Linked DNA regions of Pan troglodytes: region 1 is linked to region 2. Evidence: chromatin contacts called from public HiChIP or PLAC-seq data. All regions are on one chromosome and are shown on one strand. The core of a region is the stretch at or near the end of the contact, and the rest is flanking DNA. Distances in the headings are between cores, read along the strand shown.

The links. HiChIP or PLAC-seq counts read pairs in DNA pulled down with a chosen protein or histone mark.
Region 1: a contact with region 2 is called in an H3K4me3 HiChIP or PLAC-seq map of stem cell-derived excitatory neurons, with 2.4 times the contacts expected there. The contact joins the promoter of RMND5B here to the promoter of FAM193B in region 2. A contact is called at or near these places in 1 of 1 datasets of contacts at active chromatin or transcription factors (stem cell-derived excitatory neurons) and 1 of 1 other capture datasets (stem cell-derived neural stem cells).

The regions. Positions count from the first base shown.
Region 1 is chr4:175,597,245-175,600,283 of NHGRI_mPanTro3-v2.0_pri, reverse strand. RMND5B (required for meiotic nuclear division 5 homolog B) reads right to left here and starts at 1,261. Exons shown (of 11, transcript NM_001280502.1): 1 at 1,218-1,261; 2 at 896-1,035.
Region 2 is chr4:175,175,498-175,178,778 of NHGRI_mPanTro3-v2.0_pri, reverse strand. FAM193B (family with sequence similarity 193 member B) reads left to right here and starts at 1,663. Exons shown (of 9, transcript XM_518137.8): 1 at 1,663-1,968. The coding sequence starts at 1,759.

The DNA of each region.
Region 1 (3,039 bases), core at 12-2,511, 420 kb before region 2:
AGAGACGGGGTTTCACCATGTTGGCCAGGCTGGTCTTGAACTCCTGGCCTCAAGTGATCCTCCCGCCTTGGCCTCCCAAAGTGCTGGGGTTACAAGCGTGAGCCACTGCGCCCGGCCTAATTTTTTGGAGCGACAGGGTTTCACCATGTTGGCCAGGTTGATCTTGAAGTGCTGAGCTCAAGCCGTCTGCCAGCCTCAGCCTCCCAAAGTGCTGGAATTACGGGCGTGAACCACCGTGCCCAGCCAGTTCTTGTGCTTTTGCAGCCGCGACCTCCATCCACTCTCTACCCTACATGTCACTCCTCTGCTTAAAACCAAAAGATTTCCACTGTACTTAGAAAAAACTCCACATTCCTCTCTCTGACCTACAGACTCTATGTGACCAAACCCCAATTCTCCGACCTCATCTCCTACCACTCTTTCCCTTTCTTACCATACTCCAGCCACACTAGCTTTCTTTCTGTTCCTTGACTATACTCTCAGTTGATTTCTGCCCTAGGGCCTTCACACTGGCTGTTCCCGCTGCCTGGACCACTCTCTTCCCGTATCTTCCTAAGCCTGCCTCCTAATTTGGGTCTCAACGCAAATGTCCCGTCCCCAGAGATGCTCTGCTAGACCACAGTATCTAATACTGACCCCTCCGCCCCACCCTCACACCAGTTACCCTGTCATATCGCCCTCCTCCATTTTTTTTTTTTACTATACAGTCCTACTTGAAGTTTCTAATCTCTCTTTTCTCATTAACCAAAACTGGAGGGAGGAAAAAGCCCATCATTTTCCCTGGACAGCAGCGCCTACTGGGAGTTTCACCCGCATTAACATGCAAACGACAGGCAAACTCCTAGTCATCCTTCCAAAGACCCTGCTCCAAAGCCCTGCCGAGGCCGGTGCGCACCTGCTCACTTCCGACCCAGCGCGGTCGCACGAGGACTGGACGTTTGAGTCCGAGCAACTCCCCCCGGCTGAGGCGGCTCTTCGGGGGCTGGGCCGGGACCTATGAGTCTGGGACTCCAGCTCCCGGCCCAGGGCCGACAACTGCGAAGAGAACAAGCCCAAGGGCAGATTGTTCGGGGCTTAGTCGTGGGTAGCAGGGGTTCTGGAGAAGGCTGGGGCCCGGGAGGCCGGCCGAGCTTTCCCCGCCGCGCGCCTCAGCTCCGCCGGCCGCTGTGCCCGCCCTCGGCCCGCACCTGCCGGCTCCCAAGCCCGCACGCTCTCACCTCGCCCCGCAGCCCCGGCCCCGGCTTCCGGCGCCACTGTCATCGGAACCGGAAGCCGCGGCGGGCGATCGGCGGCCCGGGCCCGCCCATTGGCGGTTTTGCGGAGGGGTGGCCGTCCCACGAGCCCGCGGCTTTGCGCCTGACCGCCGAGGCTCCCCGCCGCGCGTGCCGAGTGGAGTCGCCCGCGGGAACCGGGCGGCGGCCAGAAGAGCCGCGCCTGTAGTCCTCTGGGGGGTCGCGCCTGGTAGTCTCCAGGTTCCGAGTCCCTCCGGCCCGGCCCCGGGCCTCCCAGTCGGCGGAAGCCCCTGGCCGCGACCGCTCCTCGCCGGCGGGCGGGTTCCCCACCCGGCAGAGGCGTCGGCCTCGCACTCAACCCAGCACCCGACTCCCGGGTCAGAAGCCCCAAGCCCCGAGTGGTTACGCCTACAGCGCTGTCCGCCCTGCTCAGTGAGGGCGGCGCGGGGGCCGTGAGGGGCAGTGGCTGGGCTAGGTGCGCACCGGCCTAGGTGCGCAGGGCTTTGGAGCAGGGTCTTTGGAAGGATGACTAGGAGTTTGCCTGTCGTTTGCATGTTAATGCGGGTGAAACTCCCAGTAGGCGCTGCTGTCCAGGGAAAATGATGGGCTTTTTCCTCTCTCCAGTTTGGGTTAATGAGAAAAGAAAGATTAGAAACTTCAAGTAGAACTGTGAACAGGCTTAGGGATCCTGGACAGAGCCTAGAAATCTCAGGAGAACTGAGAGCTCTTGAAATATAAAGTGATGCTTAAAAAAAAAAAGAAAACTCCAGGCCGGGCGCGGCGGCTCACGCCTGTAATCCCAGCACTTTGGGAGGCCGAGGCGGGCGGATCAGGAGGTCAGGAGATCGAGACCATCCTGGCTAACACGGGGAAACCCCGTCTCTACTAAAAATACAAAACCTTAGCCAGGCGTGGTGGCGGGCGCCTGTAGTCCCAGCTACTCGGGAGGCTGAGGCAGGAGAATGTCGTGAACCCGGGAGGCGGAGCTCGGAGTGAGCCGAGACGACACCACTGCACTCCAGCCTGGGCGACAGAGCGAGACTCCGTCTCAAAAAAAAAGAAAAGGAAAGATAGAAAACTCTGGGCCGGGCGGCTCAGGCCTGTAATCCCAGCACTTTGGGAGGCTGAGGCGGGCGGAACATAAGGTCAGGAGTTCGAGACCAGCCTGTCCAATATGGTGAAACCCCGTCTGTACTAAAAATACAAAAATTAGCCGGGAATGGTGGCGGGCGCCTGTAGTCCCATGGTCCTAGCTACTCGGGAGACTGAGGCAGGAGAATCGTTTGAACCCGAGAGGCGGAGGTTGCAGTGAGCCGAGATCGCGCCATTGCACTCCAGCCTAGGCGACAGAGCGAGACTCCGTCTCAAAAAAAAAAAAAAAGAAAGAAAAGAAAACTCCTTTCCTGTCCCAGCCTTTCTGGTCCCCTTAGCCCGAACTTAATCTGCCCACTGGGTATTCAACAGAATTCAGTTCTGCAGAGGAGGGGGTCCAGCCCTACCCTGCCGCCCTGTGTTGGTCGCTGTCCTGGGGAACGGGGGAAGGGGAGAAGACGGGAGCTGCCCATCTGCCCTAAGGAGGAAGGGTGAGGGTTAGGAAGGAGGAGAGAACAGGCACTGACCCCAAACCCAGGTCCAGACTGAATTTTCTTTTTCTTTTTTTGAGATGAAGTCTTGCTCTGTTGCCCAGGCTGGAGTGCAGTGGTGTGATATCGGTTCACTGCAACCTCCACCTCCAAGCTTCGAGCGATTGTCCTGCCTCAGCTCCATGAGTAACAGATTACAGACATGCTCCACCATGCCCGGCTAA
Region 2 (3,281 bases), core at 414-2,913:
TCCGCCTGTAATCCTAGCACTGTGGGAGGCCGAGGCAGGTGCATCACCTGAGGTCAAGAATTCGAGACCAGCCTGGGCAATATGGCGAAACCCCGTCTCTACTAAAAATACAAAAAAATTAGGGGGCGTGGTAGCATGTCCCTCTAATCCCAGCTGATCTGGAGGCTGAGGCACGAGAATCCCTTGAACCCAGGAGACGGAGGTTGCAGTGAGCTGAAATTGCGCCACTGCACTCCAGCCTGGGAGATAGAGTGAGACTCTGTCATTAAAAAAAAAAAAAAAAAAAAAAATCCCTGTAAACTAAGTGGCTGGGTCCAGAGCGTGACATACCCTGAAGCAAGACAGTGAGGGTTTAGCGCTGCCCCTGCCAGATCAATGCAAGGGACTCCTGGTGTTTGGTACAGAAGAATAACCATTGACCAGACCTCTTGTTGCCTATTAGAGACCAACAACTGTGCTGATCTGTCCCAAGAAGGACCGCATCTGGAAGAATGCCTGCAGTTGGGGTTCTTACCAGAATAAGTAAGTTTATCATAATGCTCTGTTGTTCTTCAACGCCGCCTCTCTTCTGTTCTGGGCAAACTGAAGAGGTAATGGTGATGTGATGGGACTCACCCTGCGTCTTTCAAATCTTTGATAGTGGCATTAATCCCTGGGTGAGATAAGGTACTATTTTTGATTTATTTTCTTGGTAGTTAAGGAGAGCTCCAGGGCCTTCCATGTAGCTCTTCCTTTCAAAATAGCCCTTGCCCCATGGGTTAGGAAGCCAGTGTCAGGATTCCGCCCCTGTTGATACCAATAGCAACTCTGCATATAACCACAATTTCAGAGTACATAGCCCAGGCATGAGACAGACTTCACTCAAAACTTTTTTTTTTTTAATCTGTGCCATGTACATGTATTATACAGTATATTCACAAAAAGAAAAGAGGGGGGAAATTCCATTTTTAACAATTAAATACATAATTATTAAGTTTTAAAAATTCTCCTTTGTGTACCACTCCAAAATCCTCTCCTGCACATACTATTTTTTTGGAAACACCTAGTCGTCTCATCGTTATCACACCGGTTGTAACTATGTACCTACGTGTCTACCTTCCCCATCAGACTCGGGAACAAGGAGTCGGGTTTGAGTCCCACTGTCCCAAGCACAGAACGCTGGACTCCCAGTAGACCATATGTTGCAAATAAAGACCTTCGTCCCTTTCAACTCAGGCCGTCCACGAGCCCAGGAGTTCCAACAAAATGATGTACAGCAACCTTTTCCAGGCCTTTATGTTGCCTCAATATTTCTCACCTGCAAAATGGGAATGATCCGTACCTGCCTCGCTGTGCTGTCGGAAGGAGTCAGACGATGGGTGTGAAAGTATTGTAACACTATAGAAATTAATTCACTCATCCATTTAACAGGCAATTATTAAGTGCTAAGGTGGTGCAGCGCGATTACCACCGCATTACACGCGTTCCTCCAGCAGGTTGCATCCTTCCCGTCCCGCGTAGGGGGGGAAGGGCGTCTCCCCACCAAGTTTTTCTCCCACCGAACTCCGGGTGGTGACCTTATTCAAAATGGCGCAGGCGGCCTCGGGGGCTAGTGCGGCGGCGCGGACTCCGCGTGCCCTCTGACCTGTTGGCAGCAGGCGGAGGGGGGGAACCGGGCGCCGCCATATTGGCTGTTGTCCTGTGAGGGGAGCGGTAGCGGCGGCGGCGGCGGCGGCGGCGGCGCGGCGTGTGGAGCGAGGGAGCGGCGCGAGCGGCGGCATGACTCGGAGGCGGAGCAGGCCGAGCGGCGGTGCGGGCAGGCGCGAGCGGGCTCGGGCCGCGGGGCCGCAGAAGCCCCAGGCGCCCGAGCCCCCGCCGCCGCCAAGCCTGGAGGCGGGAGCGGGTGCAGGCCCTCCGGAGGCGCCGGCGGAGCCCGACCACGACGGCCCCAGGGAGGATGACGAACCCAACCTGGTGCCCGGCCCGCAGGTAGGAGCGAGCGGGGAGACTTCGGCGGCTCGGGCGCTTTCACCTTCCCCGAGCGGGAGCGGGAGTGGGGCGGGGTTGGGGATGGGCCATCCCGCCGCGGCTGGGGTAGCAGCTTTCCCCCGGGTCCGGCGCCGAAGCTTTCTCCCCCGGGGCGGGAATGGAGGCTGGACCCCTCTCCCCAAAGCCGAGGCTCGGTCCGCGCTCCTGCGACTGGGCTGAAGCTGCTCCCCTCTCCCCGCCGCCTCCGGGCGTTCCGGCCGTACACCCACACTGGGACTGGGACTGGGCTGTGATCCCGAGGCCGCAGCTCCGCTCTCGGCCCGCCACCTCCCCCGGGCCCACCTGCTCCCTCAGCCACAGGCCATCTCGGGGCTCTGGGACTGGACGACTGCAGCCTCTTCCCTCTGCCCCCGGGAACGGCTCCACTCCGTCCCCTGCAGCGCCTGCAGCCGCGGCCCCCTCAGCAGCTGTGTCTCCTGGCGCCTCCTCGCCATCCCCAGCAGAGCAGTTGGAGCAGACAGCCGGGCTGCCCGGAAGAGTTTTTGGTGGGGTTTCTGCACTGAGGTGGAAACCCAGCAGAACCTGCCCTTCTTCCCTCCCCTGCTCCGCAAGGCAGCCCACCCCGACCTTGAGATCCCAGGTTTGGAGAATCCTGCTGAGAGTGAACAGTAGGAGGATTCCCCAAAGCTTCCAGCTTGCCACCTGGAAGAAGGTCACTTTCTTTTGAGCAAAGGAGATAATGGGAGGTACCCTGCCAATGTTCACTGAGAGGCGGGGGTGACATGGGCCACGGTTGCTCTGGGAGGGTTGTGGCACTCGGGGCTGGGTGGCTCTCCCTAAGCTTGCTCTGACAAAAGAGTTTTGAGTTGGTCTTTTGGCTGAGCCTGCCCAGGAAGGCAGGCTCCTGCAGGAGTCTTGGAGGGTCGGATGCGGCGCCGGATGAGGATGAGGCGTGGCGGAAGATGCGTTTGGCTCTGCAGACACTGCATCGGGCAGCAGGGGACTCTGGGAGGCTGGTGCAGCCAGAAGGCATGGCTCTTGACAGCCTTCTAGTAGAATCTCTGGAATTGTGCATGTGAGTGGGGTTGCCGTTTGGGGTACCTTCCCACAAAGCCTCCCCTGACCTCCCCAGTTGCGTCAGGTGCCCTCTCTGTGCCCACAGCCCTCTGTGCCTCCCTCTGGTAGCACTCCCCTTTCTGTGATGAAACATTGTGTTGATATGTCTGTTGCCTGCCCTGGACTGTGAACTCCACAGGGACACAGGCTATGCCATCTTTCTCTGATCTTCCACGCCTCGCCCAGGGCCTTGCTAA